Regions from separate parts of the Mus musculus genome. Here regions 1 and 3 are each linked to region 2. The links are chromatin contacts, called in public HiChIP or PLAC-seq maps. All regions are on one chromosome and are shown on one strand. Each heading gives the region's core, a stretch centred on a gene start, on an enhancer-like site or on the middle of the called end of the contact. The rest is flanking DNA. Distances are from core to core; before and after follow the strand shown.

Region 1 (4,322 bases), core at 779-3,278, 290 kb after region 2:
TGTATTCCCTGTTAGGCTAACTAATGTCCAACAGATGGTCCCATACCTGTGAGTATTTGGGCAGCACAAATTGGACATTATGAATTAAATTGAAAGTGAAAAAGGAGGACGTGAAGTTTGGAGGAGGTGGGGAGATAGGGGTGTATCTCAGAGGAGTTAGGGAGACAAGCAGGGGGTGGATAAGATTAGAATACATTGTATGGAATTCTCAAATAAATAATAAAAATAATGTGGTGATTTGAGTATGCTTGACACAGGAAGTGGCACTATGTGGAGGTGTGGTCTTATTGGATAAACTGTCTTTGTGGGTGTGGGCTTCTAGACCCTCATCCTGGCTGCTTGGAAGCCAGTCTTCTGTTTGCCTTTGGAGCAAGATATAGAAATCTCAGCACCATGCCTCCCTAGACTCTGCCACTCTTCCCACCAAAATGATAATGGACCTGTAAGCCAGCCTCAATTAAATGCTATCCTTATAAGAGTTGCCTTGGTCATGGTGTCTGTTCACAGCAGCAGACCCTAACTAAGATAAATAGTGCATGACTGAATCTGCAGCTACCCCCAACCCATCTGTTGCTTCTCCACGCCTATTGATGGTGAGCCAGGGTCAGATCACACACAAAGCCAAGTCTTGAAACTTTTTGGCTGGGGACGGCCACACAGTGATGGTACAGAAACCAGAGTTCTCTTGGAACTGAGAAGTGAAGAAACAATTGGCTGATTCCAGGGCATAGCTGTGAGAAGTATGGCTTTGAGTTGTTGTTTCTGAAGAGGAGAGAGTGAGCTGAGAGAGAAAAAGTTCTGTCTTTAAGAGATTTGTTTTTCTCCCTGACAAGTAGCTTAAAGGTCACATGCCGACTAGTATAGGAATGTTCTTAACCACACAAGTTTCAGTTAAAAATCAAAATCAAATGCTGCTAAGGAAACCAGTTTTTATTTTGAACATCAGATCGGCAAATAAAGAAAATTGTAACACCATGGGAGTGAGCGCCTAGAAGTTCAGTGCTCTGGTAGGCAGTGCCAGCCAAACCACAGACTGGATTTTCTATGCTAAAGTGTGGAAACATTTATTTTCATCTCTTTTTTTCCTTATCTCAGAGATGAGACCAGAATGGCATTGTCAAGGCCTGATTCACACCCAACTTCCCAAACTGCTGCATCTCAAATGTCAAACCATGAAGATATTTGGTTTAGGCAGTATCTTGATTGCAGGTCTGTCTAGAAAAGAAAAAAATTTCCTAGCTGTTTTGATCAAAGCTAGATATTTGATTTCTGCTTCTTCTTGGGGGAAAGTTGGCGAGAAACAGGGAGGCTGAAGAGACGATTAGAGAGCTGTCGCATCAGAAGTGAAAAGAGATGTTTCTAGAATGATCAGAGGGTTGGCGGATGCAGGTCAGCAAGGGATTCAGAACCCAACCAGGAGTCAGCATCAGAACCTATTTTAGGTTTCTCTCTCTCTTTCTCTCTCTCTCTCTCTCTCTCTCTCTCTCTCTCTCTCTCTCTCTCTCTCTCGTGTATGTGTGTGTGTGTGTGTGTGTGTGTGTGCATGCTTACTGTGGAAAGCCTAGGCATGGTAATGAATCTTTCAAGGTAGCTCCACGAAGGGATTGGTGTTGCTACTTTCCTTTTACAAGTGAGGAGAGTGAAGCCCAGGACCACTCAGCTAGTAAGCAGCAGACACAAGAATCAAATCCAGATACTTAAGCCCAGAAGCCACACCCTTCTTCAATACACATCTGCTGAAAGAAAAGGAAGCCAGTCAGGAGTGGGGAGGAATCGGACACCTGCTGGGCACTTATGTCCGGGCAGTGAATCTCAAAAAAGAATAAGTGCCTCTCACACGGATCGATGAAATTGAACAGAGGACCCAGATGTTTGGGTCATATACCTACAGACACCTGCTTTTCTACAAAGAAGCCAAAAAGCAACAGTTCAGGAACTCTTCATATGCAGCAATCCTGTATTCTTCAATGGAGTGTCACAGGGTGAGGTGTGGGTGGAGTGGGGGAGGGCTTGGAGTGAGGGTGGGGCAGGGCTTAGGTCAACCACACCCCAGGGTAAGCCCCATGCCCAGGAGCAGTCTGTCAACATGAATGAACTCGGTGGTATTTTTGTGTAGTTTCTGTTTTGTTTTCTTTTTTACCCCCTTATTAGTCTTTTTTGTTTCTATGACGTTTTTTGTTTCTTGAATGAGGGGAGAGAGAGAGAGAGAGAGAGAGAGAGAGAGTTGAGTGGATAGGGTGGTAGAGAGGATCTGGGAGGAGTTGTGAGAAGAAAAAACATGATCAAAGTACATTGTAAGAGAAACATATTTAAAAAAATAAAAAAAGAAATAGGTCTCCTTTGCATGGCAAAGGCAGGGGATATAACAGAATTGGTGTGCAAAAACCGGGGCAAGGGCAGGGCCTGCAGTCCTTTGTTCTGCTGGGCTGCAGCTTCCACACACCCCTCCATTTCTCCTTTCACTCATGGAAGAGCATGTCTCAGTCAGGGCTGCCTTCTGTTCTCCCATTATCCATGGTTATTTTGTGTTCCTGCAGCTTCTGAAGTGAGGAGAGGAAGTCCTTGGTTAGTTGTTGTAACAGCCACTCTGTAACAGGGAAATGTGTGGTTCCCAAGAGAAGCGATGGCTACGTCGAGAGCTCAGCTCTCAGGTCTGATCAGAGAGAATCTCAAAGGAAAGTCGGTGCTGGAAGGAAAAAAGAGACTAGGTTAAAATTTCAAAGTACAAGTCCTATGTTCTATCCCATAACCTTTTAAAATTAACTAATTAATCAATTAATTTTATTATTAAATTCCATTTAAAAATCAGTTAACTAATTTTGGTGGATCTCCTTTTTTTCCCTCCTCTACCTGTCCTGGAACTCAGCTCTTTCTCTGTTTACATGATGGTTCATTTAGGCCTGTTCTTTTGTGACTAAGAACCTGGAGCTGAGTGTATTCTCTTTGCTTCTCCTTGTCAGTTGGAAGGTAACTGATGAACTGATATTACATGGGGAAACAGACTGGATGCAGAACTTGGAGTAACTTATCCTAAGAATGTTGATGCCTTCAAAGAACAGTCTTTAAGTTCAGAAGACTTGATTTTGAAATAACCAAGTTTTAAAGGAGAAACTTCAGGGTGTTTGGGGTTATCCAATGTTTATAGAGCATTAGAGATGAGCCAGGCAATCTGCAAAGGCAACGCTGAAGTGTAAACTACTGTTTTCTTTGGAAAGTCAGTTATGTCAAACGATGTTTTGCTGGGGCACACAGATGAAGGGATGTTTTACTAAGGCAGACATCTGAAAGAATGTTTTGCTGAAGCAGACACAGATGGAAGGATGTTTTGCCATAGCAGACATGTGAAAAGACTCATAATGAAGGAATATAGATAAATACGACCCCACCGACAGTGGAAGCTGGGGCATTGGTTTGCTTTGCTCTGCCCTCACTATTCCTTGCTAACAATACACATGTATTGGTTCACCTTACATTGCATTGCTGAGTTCTGCTTGTGGTGATGTCATAGAGAGAAACTCACCAAAGAACTGCTCAGGAAGTTCCAACTGCTTCTTGTTGCTTCTGTGGCTTCTTCTTGGTTGGTGAGCTTTGCAATTTCTAATGGATTGAACTACCTTTGTTGGTTCCTTGTGGTGACTGCTGAATGGACATAGTCTGCAGCTGCTGGTTTGTGTTTGGTGTTTGCTACTGGACTGAGCTGCTGATATCCTGACAATGAAGATTGGACTCGGCCCCAAAGAACTATTTCTAAACAGGTCTACTTCCCCCATGTCCTAATAACTTTTCTCTTCTACTATCTCTGGTGGGTGGTGGGCTAGAGGAGAGGGTGGACCCTTATTAAAGTAGGTTGAGAAAAATTTGTGCCACCACAACAATTCTGTAGGTAGTATTTTTATGTGGTATTCCCGTGGGAAATTCATTTGTTTTATCCCATTTAGTCTAATATTGGTTTTATGAGTATATTTTTTTCTATTAAGTAGATTATCAGTTGACAACAACACATATGGGTTATTCAATGAAACAGGCAATGTATTTCTTAGAAGTAAGTATTGTAAGCCCAAAAGACAATGACAAACAATATATTCAAAGCCCTGAAGGAAATAAAAAGGCCAAAGAGTAAATGGGCCTTTTAAGCTAAGGGGAGTCAACAAACAGAAAGAAAAATGCTAGTTAGTGACATGAAATTAGTCATAAAAATAGCACACTTTCAAATTCAGAATACTGTAAAATTTTAATGATGTTGGACCCACAAATCACTAGACAAAGATTAAAAGGAAAAATTAAATGTAATATAGCTGCAATAATTTGTTAAGAATATGCAT
Region 2 (4,431 bases), core at 1,847-4,346:
ACTTTCGTGACTAGTTTACTGATTTGCTGTGTCACATCACCTGAGATTGGGCAGTGTATCACGAACAGAGATGAGTGTCTCATGGCACTAGAAGCTGGGAAGTGCCCGACAGAGGGGCTGGCATCTAGTGGAGGTGTCCTTGCTGCGTCGTCTCCTGGCAGGAAGTGGAGAGAAGGAGGGACAGACCCTCCCTGATACAGCTTTAGGTCACAGCCTGTCCACTTCTCAAGGTCCAGTCTCCTCATGTGATCACAGCAGCAATTCAGTTTCCCTGTGAATGTTTGGAGGGGTCAGACCTGCAAACCATTCCACTAACGTGGTGTTTAGTAGCTAAAGAATAATGCCTTCTGCCTTTTTTCTTCAAGTGGGAAAACCCAGGACGAACAATTTGCAGCTACATCCACACGATGCCTTTAATGATGAAGGTATTTTAGTAGTTACTTAAGAAACATATCGGCACTTCCCAGCTCGCAGAGCGCTTCTGCAGGTGGCCCCACATTAGGTCCTTGAGATCCCAAGATAAGGATGAAGTCCTTCCTGTGTGACACAGGCGTCCCCTGTGTGCTGGGGGCATCTTTCCCCTTCAGCAGGTGCTCTGTCTGCTGTCTGTCTAGAATCTGGCCTGATGTACCTGTAGCCTGTATATTCTTATCATTTTTCATCTCTAAAAATATGTGTAATTGATGAAAATAGACACTTCTTCCTGTATATTCCTCATCCTGTCAGATTTTTTGATTGGGCAGGAGGCCTTTTGAAGTCTTGAGGTAAAGCATCGCAGTGACTGTTGTCCCGTCCTGAGAAGCACGGCTGTAATCTGGGAAGTGCCAGTCATTCCTGAATTTATTGACTTTGAATTCGGAAATAAATTTAAATTTAATGCTCTTTCCATTGCATGCTAAGTACATTAGAAAGTTTTTCTCTTTTAGTTAGTAAGTTTGTGGCTCTTTATTCAGAGAACTAGAAAGCGAGTTATGTTTTGAAATACAAACCTGGCCACTTTGAATCCACTACTGCTTGGTCTGGATGACAAATAACAGTTTTTATACCTATGTGGTGGGTTTGCTCACTCAGCATATGGAATTTCAGTACTGAAAAGGGTAGCATAGTGCCAGATATTTTCCCCCTACATTTAGGGAGATTTTAAAAAAATGATATAACAAACCATGTTAAAATATAGCGTTTTGAAAAGATTTATTTTTATTACTTTTGATAATGTGTGTGAGAGCATGTGCACATGTGTGCATGTGTGTGAGAGCATGTGCACATGTGTACATGTGTGTGAGAGCATGTGCACATGTATGCAGGTGCCCTGGGCCAGAGGCAGGGAATCCCTGGAGTTGGAGGTGCAAGTGGTTGTGAGCCACCCAACGTGGATGCGAGGAGTTGAACTCAGGTCCTCTGGGATAGCAGCATGTGCCCTTAGCCTCTGAGCCATCTCCCCAGCCCCAGCATTTTGCTTTTTAAATTGAAAACCTTTTTTTTGCTCCAAATAGTTGTACTTATGAAAGTAGGATGGCTTCCCTGATAATATGGCAATCAGAAGCTGTGCTTAATTAATGACATTATGGGATTCCAATGATGTAAAAAATTTCCCATTCCATTGGCATGTTGACCTCTGATAAACGTGGGAAACGGCCACGAAAGATGATGAGCTCCCAGGTTCCCTGTTTCCTCATAGACAGCATCAGTATTAAGTCTCGATGGCTGCATTCCCTGGCAGTGGCACTTTCCGCATAGTCCTGTTCTTACGATGATTTACATGGATGTAATCCTGGGATTCTCTCATTACAGATGCAGATAGACTGTCTGAGATCTCTGCTCGCTCTGCAGTTTCCAGCCTCCGGGCTTTCCAGACTCTAGCCCGAGCTCAGAAAAGAAAGGAGAATTTCTGGGGCAAGCCATAAACCTCTCATCTTATCTAGTGACAAGCTGGCTCATCTTTACTCACTCAGTGTGTTAAGGTTTTCAGAGGGTTTGGAGTTTCTTCTAACACTTCTGACTCAGATAATTTGAATTTTCAGTGGCTCATCTTAGCCAGAAAATTGCCATGCAGCTGTGTCTAAGTCTGACTCTTTGAGAGCACCTTTGCACTTGTCTGAGTACAAAGGTGCGGGGTTGTGTATTTCTTCACACACTCTTGACTTTTGTGTCAGGTCTCGGGGGTTGCTAGTAGAAGCCTGAAGGTCATCTACAGAATATTCTAAAGGGAGAAAATGAAGTCAACATTAAGATCTTCCAACTTAATTTCCCCTCAGATTGGTCTTAGGCATTTTAATAGCTGTAGGTGTCATGAAAAGAATCTCACTGTTTTATTAGCGCCTTCTGTATACACAGGTGCAGTGTTAAGATGATTGGACTTTGAAAAGCTGGCTGTACATATTTTTCTTATTTATGTAACAAAATTTGCTGAGAGAATATGTATATTTTTGATCTTTTTATGTATTTTATTTGTATAATAACTGGCATACATTTGAATAATGTCTAGATTTTGAAAAATGATTTGTGAAATGGAGAATTAAAATTTTGTAGACATTTAAAAATGAAAATTAAGTGTGCTTGGCTTCTTCAGGAAGTTATCATGTGGAATAAATATCTTCTAGAAGCATTCTATTAGAACTGCTTAATCAAAAATTATACTACTATTGCAGCTGCTAAATGCAGTGAAACTGAGTCTACAGTATTTTTTTTTTCACAAATACGAGGTTTTAAAAACAGATTCATTAAAAAATTTAAACACCAACTTGATGCTTCTGTTTTCCTTTTGCAGGAGATATTTAACTGTTGTTTACAAATCAGGATAAATTAAAGTTTCTAATAAGAATGGGTTTCATAAACATGTTAAACACAATCTCTGTAGTGGTTCCTGTAAATGGCTTGGGTTTTCTTCTTTTTGATCAAGAGAGGGTCTCTCCGTGTCTAAGACTGCCCTCAAGCTCACTCACGATCCAGTATGACCGTCTGTGTTAGCCTCCTGAGCCTCGGAATTACAGGCAGGTGCCATCCTGCCTGATGAAGGTCCCCCAGATGCTGTGTGTTGGAAGGTTGGAGCCATTTAATAGCTCCAACGATTCGGAATTCGGGGGATTCGGAGAAGGAGGAGACCAGAAGGGAGGCCGGCTCACTGGGGTCGTGCCTGTGAAGGGTATGTTTTGTTAGCAGGTGTTGACCTTTGCTGACCCATGCAGATCGATTTGCAAGACCGGGGAGTGGGGGTGGGGGTGGGGGCTCTGAAGACCTTAAAGGATGAGGCTGACTACAGTCTAAGGCTGAGACAACCTCAGGGTCAGTGTACTTCAGTACACAAGCGTAACAAGGAAAGCGATGCTCCAAGGAAGGTTGAGCTCAGAAAACCGTGTAAATCAACACTAGGAAGACACACTAAATAGTAACACAGCCGCCCTTTCTCAGGGCAGACCAATTGAAGCACAATTGCCTGGCACGATGGATTATATCTGGGAAAGCACGAGATCAAGGCAGAGGGCCATATCCAGACTCAGGACACCCTGAAGACAACACTCAACATGTCCCTTCGCCAGATGGTGCTCTGTAGCTGTGATCTGACATCCAACAAAAGGGAGCATATCTTATAAGTTGAATGGAGATGTTTAACACGGTAGCGTGAGATCATGTCCAAGGACAATCAGGGAACAAAATTCACCTGAGGTAAATAGCCTCTGGCTTTTTCCTGGAGTCTTAGTAACAAGAACAGGCCATGAAGTTTCCTGATATGCAGAAGGAGCTGTGGGCTTGAATTTGCTTTAAATCAATTTTTATCTGGGCATGCTTTAAGAAGCGGATACTGTTGCTATTCTGTGTTGATGAGTTTGGACAGATTTCCACATCTGAAACCAGTGCAGGTACCAAGGGATGGGTCTGTCTGTCTGGTGTTTCCTGGTCCTCAAGGCAGCAGTGACTCAGAGTTCAGAAACTGTTTCTCTGGATTTCACCTATAATTTTGAGATCCCTCGTGCTTTTGGTGTGGCTATTTCCTTTTAAATTTACCACTGGCAAAGCCATTTTGGATGGCTTGTAGTTTGAGACTATACCAAACATTTGCTGTTTGCATTTGAGTCCCTATGTGGAGCTTTCTGCTCTCTTTAGAAACACTCTCTCCCCACCGTGACAGTGTCTCTCTTTGTAGTCTTGGCTGGCCTGGAACCGGCCTCTGCTTTGTGTTAGATACGTGCCACCATCTCTGACTTGAGTATACCTTATTTATTTATTTATTTATTTATTTATTTATTTATTTATTTATTTTTGAGCATATGTGTTAGAGGTACAATATGACCAAATGGGTACAATAATAACCTGGAGACTTTGTGTTTTTGTTTAAATTAGCATCTCATGAGCCACACTCAGGAGTGAACATTTACATTTAAATCCCTGTAAGAGCTTTCCCCCAGATGCACACTCTCCTCTTCTCTGCAGCCC
Region 3 (4,239 bases), core at 17-2,516, 320 kb before region 2:
TACACACTGCCAGCAAAGCAAACATTTCAACGAGACTCAATTGATTTTTAAAATATTGAAAAGTCCAGCCTGCATCGTAATGTCAACTTTCAACTTAGTAAAAAAAAAAAATGTGAGTTCCTATTACTGTAATAAAGAAGTGCTTGTATGCACACGAGTCGAGAGTCGCAGGGCCAAAATATCTTTCTAAAGCATTGGGGGGTGGGAGGGGGCAAGCGAAAGGAAAGCAATCCCATCTGCTCAAAACTCTTAAGCGAAGATGTTTCTTCCAAAGGCATCTTCTCCTCCCGCCCCCCTCCACCCCAAGGAAAATCCCGAGGGCCTAGTTCCCAAATTCACGGCGCTGATAAGTCAGTTTCAGAATCAGACACCTCGAGATGGCGAAAAGAAAAAAAAAAAAAAAAGGAGAAGAGGACAAACTTCCTGGATTTTTCTCTCTGCAAGAGAAAAAGAGATTTCCTCTTGCTGACGAAGGAAAGGCCCCTTTAACATTTTTTTTTTCCCTCTGCACGGTGGCGGCTGCCAGACTAGGTGGGGCTCGCTCCGCTGCCTTCCTCCTGCCACTTCCCGCAACAAATGAAGCAAGCCAGCCCCGATCCGGGCAAACTTTTTCCCTGTCAGGCTCGAGCCCGCGGGGCGCCGGGGAGTGGTCCCCCCGCCCCCCCTCGCGACGCTGCTCCGCCCGCCCGGCCCCGGGCTGGGAGAAGCCCGGGTGTCCGCAGAGGACAACTTTCTGGTTTCCGCTCTAACTTCCACCCACCGCCGAGGCGGGGAGCGGGGCGCGGCGGGGAAGGCTGCGGGGGCCTCGGGCAGGCGGGTGGGGGCTCCTCGGGCGCTCACTTCCTCCGCCATATTTCAGACATTTGACCCCTTCCGCAAAGCGCGCTGCTCCCCCGCCGCGGCCGCGGTTCCTCCCCGGCCGCCCCGAGGCGGCGCGCCCCGCCGAAGCGAGCGAGGGACTCGGGGGGCCCCCCGCCAGCCACCTGCCGCGCGCCCGGGCCACCCTCGCCGCCGCGGGGGCCATCGGGCTGCCCCGCCCGGTCCGCGCCGCACCCCACCTCTCCCCTCAGCCGGCGCCCGGCCCCCCGCCAGCCTCGCGGCCACGCACGCACCCCGCGCCCACCTCTCGCGCTGTCACCGGGTCGCCGCCGTCGCCCTCGCCGTCGCCGCGCGTTCCCTTCGGGTCGCTGCTCCCGGCGCCACGGCGGTCTCTGCCGCTGCCGCCGTCGCCGTCGCCGCCGCCGCCGCCGCTCGGGCTGCTTTCCACGCCTGACTCTGGGCGAGGTTTGGCGGTGTCGCCTTGACGTCAGGCGTTCAGCCTCGCTCTCGCTTCCGCCCGCGGGCGGGGCGCGCAGGAGCGCAGCCCGGGAAGGGGCGGGGCCGAGGCGGGCCCTGGCGGAGGGGGGCGGGGTCTCGTCGTGCTCGCCTCGCAGTGGGCCTCGCCCCGGCTCTCGGTCGCCGGCTCCGGCCGTGGCCCTTCTCCCCTGCCCTGCGTCTCGTTGCTGCGGTCGGCCTCGCCCCCCGCTGGCTGGGCTGTCCGACATAATCGGTGTCAGCCTCAGCGGAGCGCATCCGTTTCGACCCCAGCGGGTAACGGGGAGCTCAGGGGCTTGGAAACCTCTGACGCCTTCGCGGGGCCTCCGAGTGCACAGTCGCCAACGCCCCCAGACCGTCGGTGTTCGCGTGGTCCTTTGTGCTGGGGAAGTAACAGAGCAGCAGTTCCCACTCCCAGAGCGCGAGGGCAGCTTTTCATTTTTCAAATGGCCTTTCTTTAGGTTTGACAAGTATTTCAGCCTGTGGTGTGTTAAGCAGGGCCAGCTGTCCAAATTACCCTGCCAGACGCAGTTCGCGAATGGAGGATTCCAAAGCATGCTTATGGCCTGTGCCTAAGTGAACAGTTTATAGAATTAAAATAATTGGTTCATGGAAGAGCATGCCTGGGGCGCCTTCATGACTTTATAGATTACTCATAGATGTCAGTCTATGATGTGACTCCGAAAAGCTCTGTCCAAAAATGACTTGTTCCAAAGAGCACAAGAACTTACATCGATCTAGGTAATTAGAATATTTTCTCACCATCACCTTTAATATGAGAATCATGCTATCAGAGCTTTGTTTGGAAGACTTTGTTTCTGCTCTGATTACGCTCTCTTCATTGCGTGGTCCTGGCTGGCCTGACCTTGCTATGTTGACCAGCTTGGCTTTCATCTCAGATACACCTGCCTCTACGTATGGAGTGCTGGGGATTAAAGGCATGCGCCACCACTGCCAGCGAGGGAAAAGGTTTTGATGAACAAAACTTGAGAGGAAAGTACTGAAAGGAGTAGGCAATTTAGCTGGCCCTCCCTGTACAAATTATTCTGGAAATTTAACGAACCCTAGAAGAGAAATGGAGACGTGACCACTACGCTAACCTGAGTTAAGTGAGCGAGTAAGAAAGAATTATAGCTGGGTCTCAGGATGCCAGTCTGTAAGAGCACACCTCTTTCTTCTGCAGACTGAGCAGGAGGTGGCTCCTTGCAAATTCTAGGTTGCTGAGGCCACAGAGTAAGTTAAAGCCAACCTAAACGGTTTTGTGAGATTCTCAAGAAGTTAAAAAAAGGGGGGGGGCATAGCTTAATGATCCAGTACTTGTCTAGCAAGTGTCCGAGTGTAGTAGGTTCAACCTTTAGAACAACAAAAAAAGAAAAAACCCATAATTGACAGTTGTGTGTGCTTCTGCACGCTTGTGCCCTCGCCTGTGGGCACACAGAAGCCAGAGGTGAACAGGTTATTTTCTGTCGCTCTCCACTTAGTTGTTTTGAAACAGGGTCTCTCACTGAACCTCACCAATTAGGCTTGAGTGGCTGGCCACCAATCTCAAGGGAGTCTCCTGTCTCCATTCCCACCACTCTGGATTCTTATGTGACTGCAGGGGGACTGAACTGGAAACCCCGGTTCTCCTGCCTGGGTAACAAGCCCTTTGTCCTGCTGAGCCCTCCTCCTCCCTGACAAGTTTTTGATAGCAGCGTTTTCCAGCTGCTTCATGGTTTGTATTACTTAAGTATTACCTATTTCAATAATTGTTATTTTCTCAGAACAACATTTTAGTGGCGGTTTCAAAGGCAAGTTTTGGAACAATCTGTTGGTATTGTCAATTATTCATGAATAAATTGCAATTTCCATTTTGCTCTTACCAATTACATATATACTCTGTCTTCACGTATAGCAGAAAAGAGCATCAGATCCCATTATAGATGGTTGTGAGCCACCATGTGATGGCTGGGAATTGAACTCAGGACCTCTGGAAGAACAGCCCATGCTCTTAACCACTGAGCCATCTCTCCAGTCCCCTATTTTATCAGTTATTGAAGGAAGATTTGACATGTCTCAAAGACTGACATTTTGAGCCAGGGTACTGATTACCAATGGGCTGTTTTGGTTTTATTTTTTTCTTTGTTTTAAACACTTTGACATTTGGGCAATTGCTTTTTTCCTTTGAAAGCCAGAGTTTGTGGCGTTGTTTAAGCCAAAACACTTTTATCATCTCACTAGGCTGATAACCATTGCATCTCTTATTAAATCATGATCAGCGTATAGAGCCCCCCAGAATGGACTCACTTTTGAATTTGAACCCCTTGCCCTATTTACCTGACAGACCAGGATATTGTCCGCTGGCAGCTTCAGTTTAACTTGTATGCAAACCAAACTCATTACCATTGTCACCAAACCCGTTTTCTCTCCCTTTCCTTTGCTAATCGTACCTCCTTCTTTTCAAGTCACCCACTCTTCAAGCCTGTCACCCTCCTCTGCCCTCCCCCCTCCTCTACAATGATTCATCCACTGGTGCATCTGTGAGCAGAGGTTGGACCAAGTCTTCCAGGCTCCTCTTGATACAACTCGGCTCCTGGACCTTTGCAGCCTAGGAGGTTCGAGCTGCCTACTGTGACCCATTTTACACATTGTTGCTAGATAAATTATCTTAAAGCTTGCTCAGTAATTTACTCCCTTCCTCTTAGAGGCCTTCAAGTACTCTTTTCTACAAAGAAGTAAAGATATGTTACACTTTTCTCTTTCACTTCCAGCTGCATGGTCAGAATGGGCTTCTCATTTGGCTCCAATGAGTAACTCTCCCACCCCTCGGCTGGGTACTGGTGATTTCCTGTGTTTGGAAGGTCTTTTCCAGCCCTTCTCAGCACTCCAGACCCATCTACTTTCTCCAAGAAATAGCATCTTTCTCCTGATGTGTCAACATAAATG

The links. HiChIP or PLAC-seq counts read pairs in DNA pulled down with a chosen protein or histone mark.
Region 1: a contact with region 2 is called in an H3K27ac HiChIP or PLAC-seq map of embryonic stem cells, with 5 read pairs. The contact joins two enhancer-like sites. A contact is called at or near these places in 1 of 484 Hi-C or Micro-C datasets (cortical neurons), 7 of 115 datasets of contacts at active chromatin or transcription factors (CD8 T cells, SST interneurons and embryonic stem cells) and 1 of 9 other capture datasets (embryonic stem cells).
Region 3: an H3K27ac HiChIP or PLAC-seq map of embryonic stem cells shows a contact between it and region 2, with 2.3 times the contacts expected there. The contact joins the promoter of Rap1b here to the enhancer-like site in region 2. A contact is called at or near these places in 1 of 39 promoter capture datasets (the C10 cell line), 1 of 15 datasets of contacts at CTCF or cohesin (the NIH/3T3 cell line), 3 of 115 datasets of contacts at active chromatin or transcription factors (bone marrow-derived macrophages, embryonic stem cells and extraembryonic endoderm stem cells) and 3 of 9 other capture datasets (adipose tissue, liver and pancreatic islet).

Annotation. Positions count from the first base shown.
Region 1 is chr10:118,459,448-118,463,769 of GRCm38.p6, forward strand. No RefSeq gene overlaps it. Among named protein-coding and RNA genes, the nearest start is that of Ifng, 21 kb to the left of the region's middle. Within about 2 kb of position 2,029, at least 20 of the 459 cell types and tissues checked have an H3K27ac peak or open chromatin away from gene starts, as enhancers often do. A contact at or near this core is called in embryonic stem cells, where this site is marked.
Region 2 is chr10:118,166,260-118,170,690 of GRCm38.p6, forward strand. It overlaps Mdm1 (transformed mouse 3T3 cell double minute 1), which reads left to right. Exons shown (of 14, transcript NM_148922.3): 13 at 366-425; 14 at 1,792-2,740. The coding sequence ends at 1,904. Among named protein-coding and RNA genes, the nearest start is that of Gm40775, 21 kb to the right of the region's middle. Within about 2 kb of position 3,097, at least 9 of the 459 cell types and tissues checked have an H3K27ac peak or open chromatin away from gene starts, as enhancers often do. A contact at or near this core is called in embryonic stem cells, where this site is marked.
Region 3 is chr10:117,844,708-117,848,946 of GRCm38.p6, forward strand. It overlaps Rap1b (RAS related protein 1b), which reads right to left and starts at 1,267. Exons shown (of 8, transcript NM_024457.2): 1 at 1,124-1,267.